Regions from separate parts of the Mus musculus genome. Here region 1 is linked to region 2. Evidence: chromatin contacts called from public HiChIP or PLAC-seq data. All regions are on one chromosome and are shown on one strand. Each heading gives the region's core, a stretch centred on a gene start, on an enhancer-like site or on the middle of the called end of the contact. The rest is flanking DNA. Distances are from core to core; before and after follow the strand shown.

Evidence for each region. HiChIP or PLAC-seq counts read pairs in DNA pulled down with a chosen protein or histone mark.
Region 1: a contact with region 2 is called in an H3K4me3 HiChIP or PLAC-seq map of forebrain, with 4 times the contacts expected there. The contact joins the enhancer-like site here to the promoter of Arsb in region 2. A contact is called at or near these places in 12 of 39 promoter capture datasets (the 3T3-L1 cell line, cranial neural crest, frontonasal cranial neural crest and 7 more), 2 of 484 Hi-C or Micro-C datasets (the N1E-115 cell line and bone marrow-derived macrophages) and 4 of 115 datasets of contacts at active chromatin or transcription factors (the NIH/3T3 cell line, bone marrow-derived macrophages, forebrain and 1 more).

What each region holds. Positions count from the first base shown.
Region 1 is chr13:94,373,778-94,378,660 of GRCm38.p6, forward strand. All of the region lies in intron 1 of Ap3b1 (adaptor-related protein complex 3, beta 1 subunit), which reads left to right. Among named protein-coding and RNA genes, the nearest start is that of Ap3b1, 17 kb to the left of the region's middle. Within about 2 kb of position 2,389, at least 36 of the 459 cell types and tissues checked have an H3K27ac peak or open chromatin away from gene starts, as enhancers often do. A contact at or near this core is called in forebrain, where this site is marked.
Region 2 is chr13:93,770,060-93,774,426 of GRCm38.p6, forward strand. It overlaps Arsb (arylsulfatase B), which reads left to right and starts at 1,620. Exons shown (of 8, transcript NM_009712.3): 1 at 1,620-2,033. The coding sequence starts at 1,719.

The DNA of each region.
Region 1 (4,883 bases), core at 1,139-3,638, 600 kb after region 2:
ATTCTAACTGTAGTAACAACAGCAATACTTTATATGGGCTTTGCTTGAGCCAGGGCCTCACTATGCAGCTCTGGCCATCCCAGAAGTTTCTGTGTAGACCAGGCTGGTTTCAAACTCAGAGATCTTTCTGCCTCTGCCTCCCAAGTGTTAAGATAAAAGGTGTGTGTCACCGTACTCAGCCTTATATAGTATTTTTATTTTCAGTTTTAGGCACTTCCATTTATTTATTTATTTATTTATTTATTTATTTTGCTTTTCGAGACAGGGTTTTTCTGTGTAGCGCTGGCTGTCCTGGAACTCACTTTGTAGACCAGGCTGGCCTCGAACTCAGAAATCTGCCTGCCTCTGCCTCCCAAGTGCTGGGATTAAAGGTGTGCACCACCACGTCTGCCCAGCGGTGCTTCCTTTTATATACCTCAAGAATTTGTAAGTCTGCCCAGTCCTACTTGTTATTCTCTGTGGAGAGGGAACCAGGGCTCTGCGGCCACTGAGTTACATCCCCAGCCCAACTGGACTCTGTAGTGATCTCTGTGCCCTCTGACCCCAGGCCTGTAGTCTCAGTTATTTGACTGAACCTGTGGACTAGTGCTGTGGACAGGCCCAGTTGTTCAGCCAGAAACCTCTGGATTTGGGTCTGTGTGAGATGCTTTAGCTTCTCTGTCTTTCTGTGGATGAGAACCTACTGTCTGTATCCCATTGCTTTTGTGTCCAGAATATAGGTAGGGCCTGTTCCTTTTGCTTTGGGAGGTTGTGACGTTTACATCCGTCACTGAAGACTGAAGGCTACTTCTCTACAGTTTGCAGAGGAGAAAGTCTTTATGTGTGTGCCTGTCTTTCCACGTGTCAGAACACGGCCATAGAAAATGCATTAACTTTAAGTGGGCTAAGGCACCCCAAGACATCACTGTAGCACTCAGTTGTATAACCCCTGTTTTTAGGATGGACTGGAAAGCCCACTGTCATCCTTCACACTGTCATGAGCATCCCTCGAACCTCTGCTTTCACGTGCTCCTTCGTTTTGATCCAAACGAGCCCACCCACTGTTGAAGGCGGTGCCCCTCCACTCGGCCAGATGTGCTTTATCCTGCCCTGATCCCCATTTGAAGTCTCTGCCTCTGTGGCTCACTTCTTATCCCATGTAAAGGGACAGTTACAGGGCCCCAAGATGGGTGAGTGCCTAATGACATTTACCACCCATGTTTGCGAAACTGACAACTGAATTCAATTATCCATAACCCTTACAAAGGAGAGAAGACCTCAGAGTTGTCCTCTTACTTACATACTTGCACCATGGCATGCCCCACCCCAAGACACTAATAATAAGGAAAATTTAAATTAAAAAAGACAATTAGAGGCAAGTATCCATTTTCAGTACACAGAAAAGTTGATCACATAAATGTCAGTGATTTACACTAATAGATAAGATAGATAATCTAAATAGATAATCTAAATATATTAGATTCTTGTCACCAAGCTGTGGTGGCACACACAGGGGAATAGGCGCAGGCAGATCTTTGTGAGTTCCAGTCTAGTTTAAAGAGTAAATTTCAGTACAGCCAAGGATACACAGAGAAATCTTGCCTCAAATACAAAACAAAATAAAAAAAAACCCCAACAACAACAAAACCCTAAATAAATAAATAAACAAACAAACAAGCAAAATATGTTCCTGTCAAGTAGGGCTGGGGTCTTTTATTAAGATCTCTATTTGAAACCTTCATCAGGAACTTGGAGGGACCACATGACTTAAAAAACCTGTAACAAAAAGAAAACCAAAACCACTGGTTTTGTCATTTTGTACTCCTACCCTCCTTTCCTTTGAGACAGGCTCAGGCTGCCCTGGGTGCCTGAGTCTGATGCTTCTACCTCCAGGAGGACTGCTGGAACTGCAGGCACGGACCACACCACTCCCAGCTTTGTGTTGTCTGTTCCTGCCCCAGATCTTGGAGCCAACCCCTCCTAAGGGTAGAGTTCAGTAGTGGTGCAGTGCCATAGAACTTGTCCAGCTTGACGGCACCACCAGTGACCTTTTAAAAGCTTCGTTTTAGAAGCAGACCTTCCCAAGTGCTTCAGAGACGAGCTTATTGCAAGTAGAGATTGCATATTGGTCTCCCCAGCTCCCTCCACAGAAGGCTGATCCAACTCATCAGATGGGAAACTTACCTTCTGTGGCCCTGGAAACATGTTTGCTTTTAAAAAAAGAGTTTTAAAATTAATCTAGCTTTGAGTTGGCATATCTCACTAACACAGTTGTAGAAACTTAGATTTGCCCTCATGTAGTTTATGAATTTCTTGGAGGAAGAGTGAATACTAATACCCAGCCTTGATGCACCAACTGACTGCTTGGCATGTGTGTGTTGATGCCCATCTGTTACTGTGGCATCATGCCCGCTATCATGGTGGCATGCCAGTAGCAGCGAGGCGCAGGAGCCAACAAAGATGAATTGTTTGGATGGGATACACCATTCTGTAATACTAATTAATTTTGAGCTGATGAAGCTGCATGAGCTAATGCTAACCAAATACAGCCCAAGTACAATCAGTGAAAATAAAATGCACTTTGACTTACAAAGGGGTACATCACACACATTGCAGACTGCCACTGAGAATAATCACCATCAGTGTTTACTATGGTTCCAGCAATCAGCTTTCTTTGTATAAATTTTAGAGCTTAAAAGAAAAAAAAAAAGCAATGTTTTTTTATCGTGGTAGAATGTGATTAGCAAGGAAGTCATGTAACATTGTTAATTACAGAGTTTATACGACTTGTGTGGTTCTTTACAGTATTGGATTTGAAAATAAATTTTGTTTAATTCTGTGCTTTACCAATCCCAGCCCTGTGATGGCGTGCTAATGAAAGCTGAGCAAGGTCAGACATGTCCACAGTTTGTTTTCTGTGCTGGCTTCCTTATTGGTTACTCGGGAACAATAGCAGCTACCTGCACTTCATCCAGACTTTGTCTCTCCGAATGTGACAGCAGAATAAGGCGTTAAGTTATGGAAAACGCTGGGACTTAGTTACATGTTATAAACACATGATGTAGACCTCCATTTGTATACTGTCACAGTCAACCAGAATGAACAAGTTCTTAAGTATCTTTTCATAAACCATCAAAGGATCTTATACAGACAGACACACCATTCTTTCTGCGTCTTCCTTTTTACTTAATATATTTTGGAGATCTGTCCACATTAGTATATGAAACAAGTCCAGTCTCTAGCCACAATACTGTGTGCCTTGAGGTTGGCTAGTCACTCTGCTCTGGAAGGATCTGATCGGTTTCACTTTTGTCACCTATAAGCAGTTCTGCAGTATATATTTTTGCACACACCGGGTGTGAGTTTATCTTCTTAAAGGAAACGTTTTTAGGGCTGGAGAGATGGCTCAGTGGTTGAGTGCCGACTGCTCTTCTGAAGGTCCCGAGTTCAAATCCCAGCAACCACATGATGGCTCACAACCATGTGTAACGAAATCTGATGCCCTCTTCCGGAGTGTCTGAGGACAGCTACAGTGTACGTACATTAAATAAATAAATAAATAAATAAATAAATAAATAAATAAATAAATATTTTAAAAAAGGAAACGTTTTTCGAGGTACTCTTGTAAAGTCAAAGTGCATTGAACATCAACTCGTGGTGGGTTTTGCTGAGGTACCTTGTAGATGATGGCACCAAGTCCCGATGACTAGCAGTAAAGCCTGCTTGCTTTCACATCAGTGTCAAACGCTGGCCATCCTTGAACTAAATATATAGTATTTTAGTAGTTCTAGAATTTATGTTCCCATTTTTTTCTAATCTAGCTCTTTTAAAAACTCATTCCATTGTCTTCTGCCTTCTGAAGTCAGCATCAGCGTCATGGAAGACCTGCCTGCCCATCTATATAAGTATTATTGGGACATAGCTGTGCCCCATCATGCATTCTCTGTCTGTTTCATGCTGCAGTAGAGATGAATAGTTAGACCAGGGATGGTGTGGCTATTAAAGCCTAGACTTTATTACTTGCCCCTGTATAGGGAGGTTTGCAGATGTGTCTTAAGGCAGTGTGTTTCATTGTGGTGTCTTTAAGGATGGTTTCTCATTGTTCTATCTTTTTTTTTGGTTTTTCGAGACAGGGTTTCTCTGTATAGCCCTGGTTGTCCTAGAGCTCACTTTGTAGACTAGACTGGCCTTGAACTCAGAAATCCATCTGCCTCTGCCTCCTGAGTGCTGGGATTAAAGGCGTGCGCCACCACTGCCTGGCTTGTTCTATCATTTGACTGATGCACTTAGCATAACTTTGTCTTTCCTATTTCCTAAGATTTTTAAAGTATGTGACTTTAGGTCTTTCTGAGTTTGGGAGAACTTCTTCAGTTATTTTTGTACTTTGACTTCTAACCTTGCTTTTGGTTCTAATTAGAGCTGCATTAGATGTTTGGATAGCATAGAATACATCCATGCTGTTTCCCATCCTTGTCTCTGTCTGAGCTCTAATTTGCATGTTTCCTCTGGACTGGCCTTCAGTTCCGTCTGGTGTTAAGCCTGACCAGAGTGCTTCCAATCCGAATTCTGTATTTTCAGTTCTGAATATTATAGCCAGTCTTAGCCACTTTGGTGGATTCTTCTTTCTCCCACCCTTTATCTCCCCTCCCCCAGCTTTCAGCCCTTAGCACCGATAGGAGAGAGAGAGAAGGGTAGGGAGGAGGGAGAGCTGGAAACCTCTGAATCTAATTTCTTTCTTCTTGTTCTTGGAGCAGCAAACTGCAGTCACCCCCTACCTCCATCAGCCAGCAATCAGCACCCCGGCTGTTGGGGCCCTAGCATTACTGCACCCTCTGAAAGGTTCCCAGGATTTCAGACATCACACAGTCGCAGAAACTGTCTGCAGCTGGCAAACCCACGCCTCA
Region 2 (4,367 bases), core at 370-2,869:
GGCATCACCCCACATCACCTTCCTGTACTCTTGTACGAAGCTGTTGCCTGAGTGAAATCCAAAGGAAACACCAAAGGAACACCAGTAGAGAGATTTTTAAAAGAACCACGCACAGTATGCATGCCATAGGTCTTCAGTATACAGATGAAAATCAGACTTTTCCCACCTGCACATTGCCAGGGCACCCCCAGCTGACATGCTCAGTTGAAATGCAGGGCACGGGGATTTTGGTGGGTGCTTAGTTCCAGGAGCAGTATTACTGGAGGCTGTTTGATGCTTATCAAGGGCAGGGAAAACCTGGACCTTGGCCTGGGACTGTAATCCCAGTTCTGTCAGTGGGAGATGAAGAGGCAGGAGGACAGAGAGCTGGAGGAGCTATCCTGGGGTACATAGTAAGCACCTGCTTAAAAACAAAAAGGAGAGGACTATAGAAAACAATTATGGAGTAGAAGAATATGCAGAGACCACACTATCCCCAACACAAAAGCGAACAAACAACTCTTCTAAGATATTGTTTTTGGGTTTAAAAATGCCAAAATTTAAAACTTTCTGGCTATATTTTACTAAGGATAAGTAGTAGTTATCTACTTCAAAGAAAACTCTTATGTATGTTAAGAGGGAAACATATATTCAAGGATAATCTTTTTTTAAAAAGGAAAATTTTGGCCGGGCGTGGTGGCACACACCTTTAGTCCCAGCACTCGGGAGGCAGAGGCAGGCGGATTTCTGGGTTCAAGGCTAGCCTGGTTTACAAAGTGAGTTCCAGGACAGCCAGGGCTACACAGAGAAACCCTGTCTCAAAAAAAAAAAAAAAAAAAAACCACACACACACACAAAAGAATTTTTTTACTCTCACACAAATCACAAATGCAGAAATGAATACATCATGTGATTTCATCTAATTTATTAGTGAGAAACCGATAAGAAATTAAAATTGGTTATAAGGAACAATACCACAAACGCCCATCAGCCAACCGCATGGAAGTCAGTTGAGTACATCAGCAATAATTACTTTTCAAGGGTATCATTCATCCAGAGCTTCTAAAGCTGTAAAGTAACTCCCACGGACTCGGCCTCAGCCAGAGAGGGTGTGTCCTTCAGGCAGCGCACATTTTTTCTCTCTCCACCTAACAGTTATCACTCATCTCTAGACATTGAGTAAGCAAGTAGACAGTCTTAGGTGGGCATACCCCGAATGTCTTGAAATGAAACTTCACCATTTCATTTTAGATTCTGGGCAGACAGAATGAATGTGTTTGGCCCACTGATGATGGGAAGGAAGTGGCTTCATGGGTACACACTGCACAAAGGAATCTGAAACACCATCTGCACCACCTCTCTTCTCTCATCTGTAATGGTCCAAACCATTACAGGGTTTCTTCTGGGGATAAAAGGAGCGCTAACTATAGTGCTTAGCTGTCAAGTTTGCGGCTAGATTTAATCAGATAAAGGTTGTGAAACAGCTTTGGAACTTGTGGCTCTCGAGTTCATGGCTAAAATAAAGAACGGGCCTCTGGGCCTTGGAAGGACCGGCTGAGTTCGCCCGCGCGCTCTGTGCGGCTCCTCCCCCGGCCCCCGCGGGAGGCGGAGGCCGTGGACGCCGGCCCTCCCCAGCCCGCGGCCCGCCCAGGTGGATGAAATCTTGCTGGGGAGCCCGGCCGCTCAGTTCCCGATTCTGTCGGGGGTGCCCGCAGCACGGGCTCTGCAGGCTGCTAAGGATGGGCAAGCTTAGCCCGTGCACTGGCAGGAGCCGGCCTGGAGGTCCCGGGCCGCAGCTGCCACTCTTGCTGCTGCTGCTGCAGCTGCTGCTGCTGCTGCTGTCGCCGGCCCGGGCCTCCGGAGCTACCCAGCCTCCGCATGTGGTCTTCGTGCTGGCGGACGACCTGGGCTGGAACGACTTGGGTTTTCACGGCTCGGTCATCCGCACGCCGCACCTGGATGCGCTGGCGGCCGGCGGCGTGGTCCTGGACAACTACTACGTGCAGCCGCTGTGCACGCCCTCGCGGAGCCAGCTGCTCACCGGCCGCTATCAGGTACTAGGCGGCCTCCAGCCCCGCGTGACCCCGCGAGCCCGCCAGCTCAGTCGGACCGCGCTCGACAACCCTGGCTTCCCCAGGCTGCTGCCTAGGGCCACTGCGCATGCCTGACTTCCTCCTGGTGGCCGAAGGCAGGAGTGGCTTTCGTTTTCTCTAGGTCAGAGGAGAGCGGGGTTTCTGGGATCTCGAGGTGCTGTGTCTGTGAACCCCCAAAGAGAAGGATAGACGAGGTCCTGAGGAGAAAGGATGGAGAAGAAAAGGGAGGCCCAAGGAGCTCCAGAGGGCCATTAAAGTGAGAGGCTGCACTGGGACGGACCCTAGTGACTGACGCGGTGTGTCATAGATCAGGAGTGACCTACTTGAGCCAGGAGGATAGGAAGCCATGTAGATGGGAGTTTCAGAGATTAATTTAGAAACACTAAAAAGACTTGGGATTGTTGACAAGGGACGCATCACCCGAAAAGCCTTCAGTGAATGAGCGTGGGGGTGGGGTATGTGAAAGATCTTAAGCTTTCTCTCAGCCCCTGTTGTACCTGGGAGTCAGGCCACAGGTGAGATAAGGTGCACCCCAGGCTCCTATATCTTTCCTTTACTAAGTTACCCCCTTGCCTATAACTATGCATATGTCAACAACGTGGAAATTCCAGCACCCACGCTCAGATCCTCCGCTGTGCATGGCTAACAATGGAAGTCATTTCCAGGTTCTCCGTACCCCTACAATGAAAATAAGGGTGCTGATATTTCTTCTACCTTTGAGGGTGAATCCAGCCCACATGAGTCTCTTCACTGCCCCTTTAGAGAGTATGTCCCCCACAGAGTATGTGTATGTTAAATGACTGGGAACAGTAAGAACGTATCTTGTAGTGTTTTTATTGTACTGAAACGTTTTTAAAAACCACTTTATGAGGTAGTTATCTTGAACGCCCTTTACAGGCGAGGAGATAGCTTGCCTAAATTGGATGTCAGCGGGGGAGTCACACGGCTATAAATTGCAATCCTTAGTTTCCTGCACCTACTCGTCTCAGACCTATGAAATTAGGCTCCCCTCAATCCAAGTTTGGTGGGTTTTTAAAATCCTGATGTGATTATGATCAAATTAAATTTAATAACTTTTAGTGGTTACTGATATTCTCTGTCTCTGTCCTTTCTTCCCTTTCTCCCCTTCCTTCCTTCCTTCCTTCCTTCCTTCCTTCCTTCCTTCCTTCCTTCCTTCCTTCCTTTCTTTCTTTCTTTCTTTCTTTCTTTCTTTCTTTCTTTCTTTCTATCCTACACACACAGTCACAGTCTTCTGGCCTTTCTTCATACAGAGATTTAGACAACATGGTGTTAGTATGGCTCTCGATACAAGTCAGCCAAAGATGTCAGATAGCAGATACTCAAGGAAACACGCGTTAGCAGTAAATATAAGTGTGATGCACTCCACTGTGTAATGGGTTATAAGTGTTTATTCAGCAAGCATTTTGAGCTTACTGCCCTCCTACATATGTGTCTACAGAACCTCTCGGATCAAACCTCATGTTCTAAAAATGGTTCCAGCAGTGATTCAAAGACTGAAGAGAGAAGGTAATATTTTTCCGAGGGACTCAGAAATATCTGTAGGCAGAGTTTACTGTGGAGCTAAAGCGTGGTTTGCTCTCCCACTAGCAATAAGGGCATCCCAGGGAATCCAGCAGGCTGCTGTGTTTAATCAGCTAGTCCCCAGGCCAGAGCGAGTATCTCCCAGCACACAGTGGGAGTCTCCACACCACTGCTCCTCAGAAGTAGGGTGAGGTGGTTCTGCATTTGCTCTGAAGATCAAGAACTGGACTCACGTTGCAAAATAATGGAGGGTCTGTTTATTTATGCAACATCCTCCTAACAGACATGGAGAGAAAAACAATTCCTGCATGTCATGCCTCACTTACAGGATTGATTGCTTTAACCCCTAATGTGCTACATCTGCCAAATGCTTGAAAATACCTGAGTATTGGAAGTAAAGCTGTGGTTAATAGTTAAAGGAAAAAGAGAAGTTGTGTACTTCAAAGCCATCTGAGGCGTCTCAGAGGAGCTGACTCAAACACAATCTGTTGCGGACATCACAAGATCCTATTAAGGATTACTTTGCTTAGTGATATACTTTTACTGGAGTCTACCAACGATCGTTGCTTTCAAATACCACATGTTGGTACATTCTCAGTACCTTTCTATTGTGCTTCAAAAGCTAATTAAAACAGAATGGTTTTTATACTTAAGTAATTTGAAACTGACGGCAGTCTCATGTTTAAAATCATTGTAAGAGCTGAAAGAAAATATTTGGGCTGGGCAGTGGTAGCACTCGGGAGGCAGAAGCAG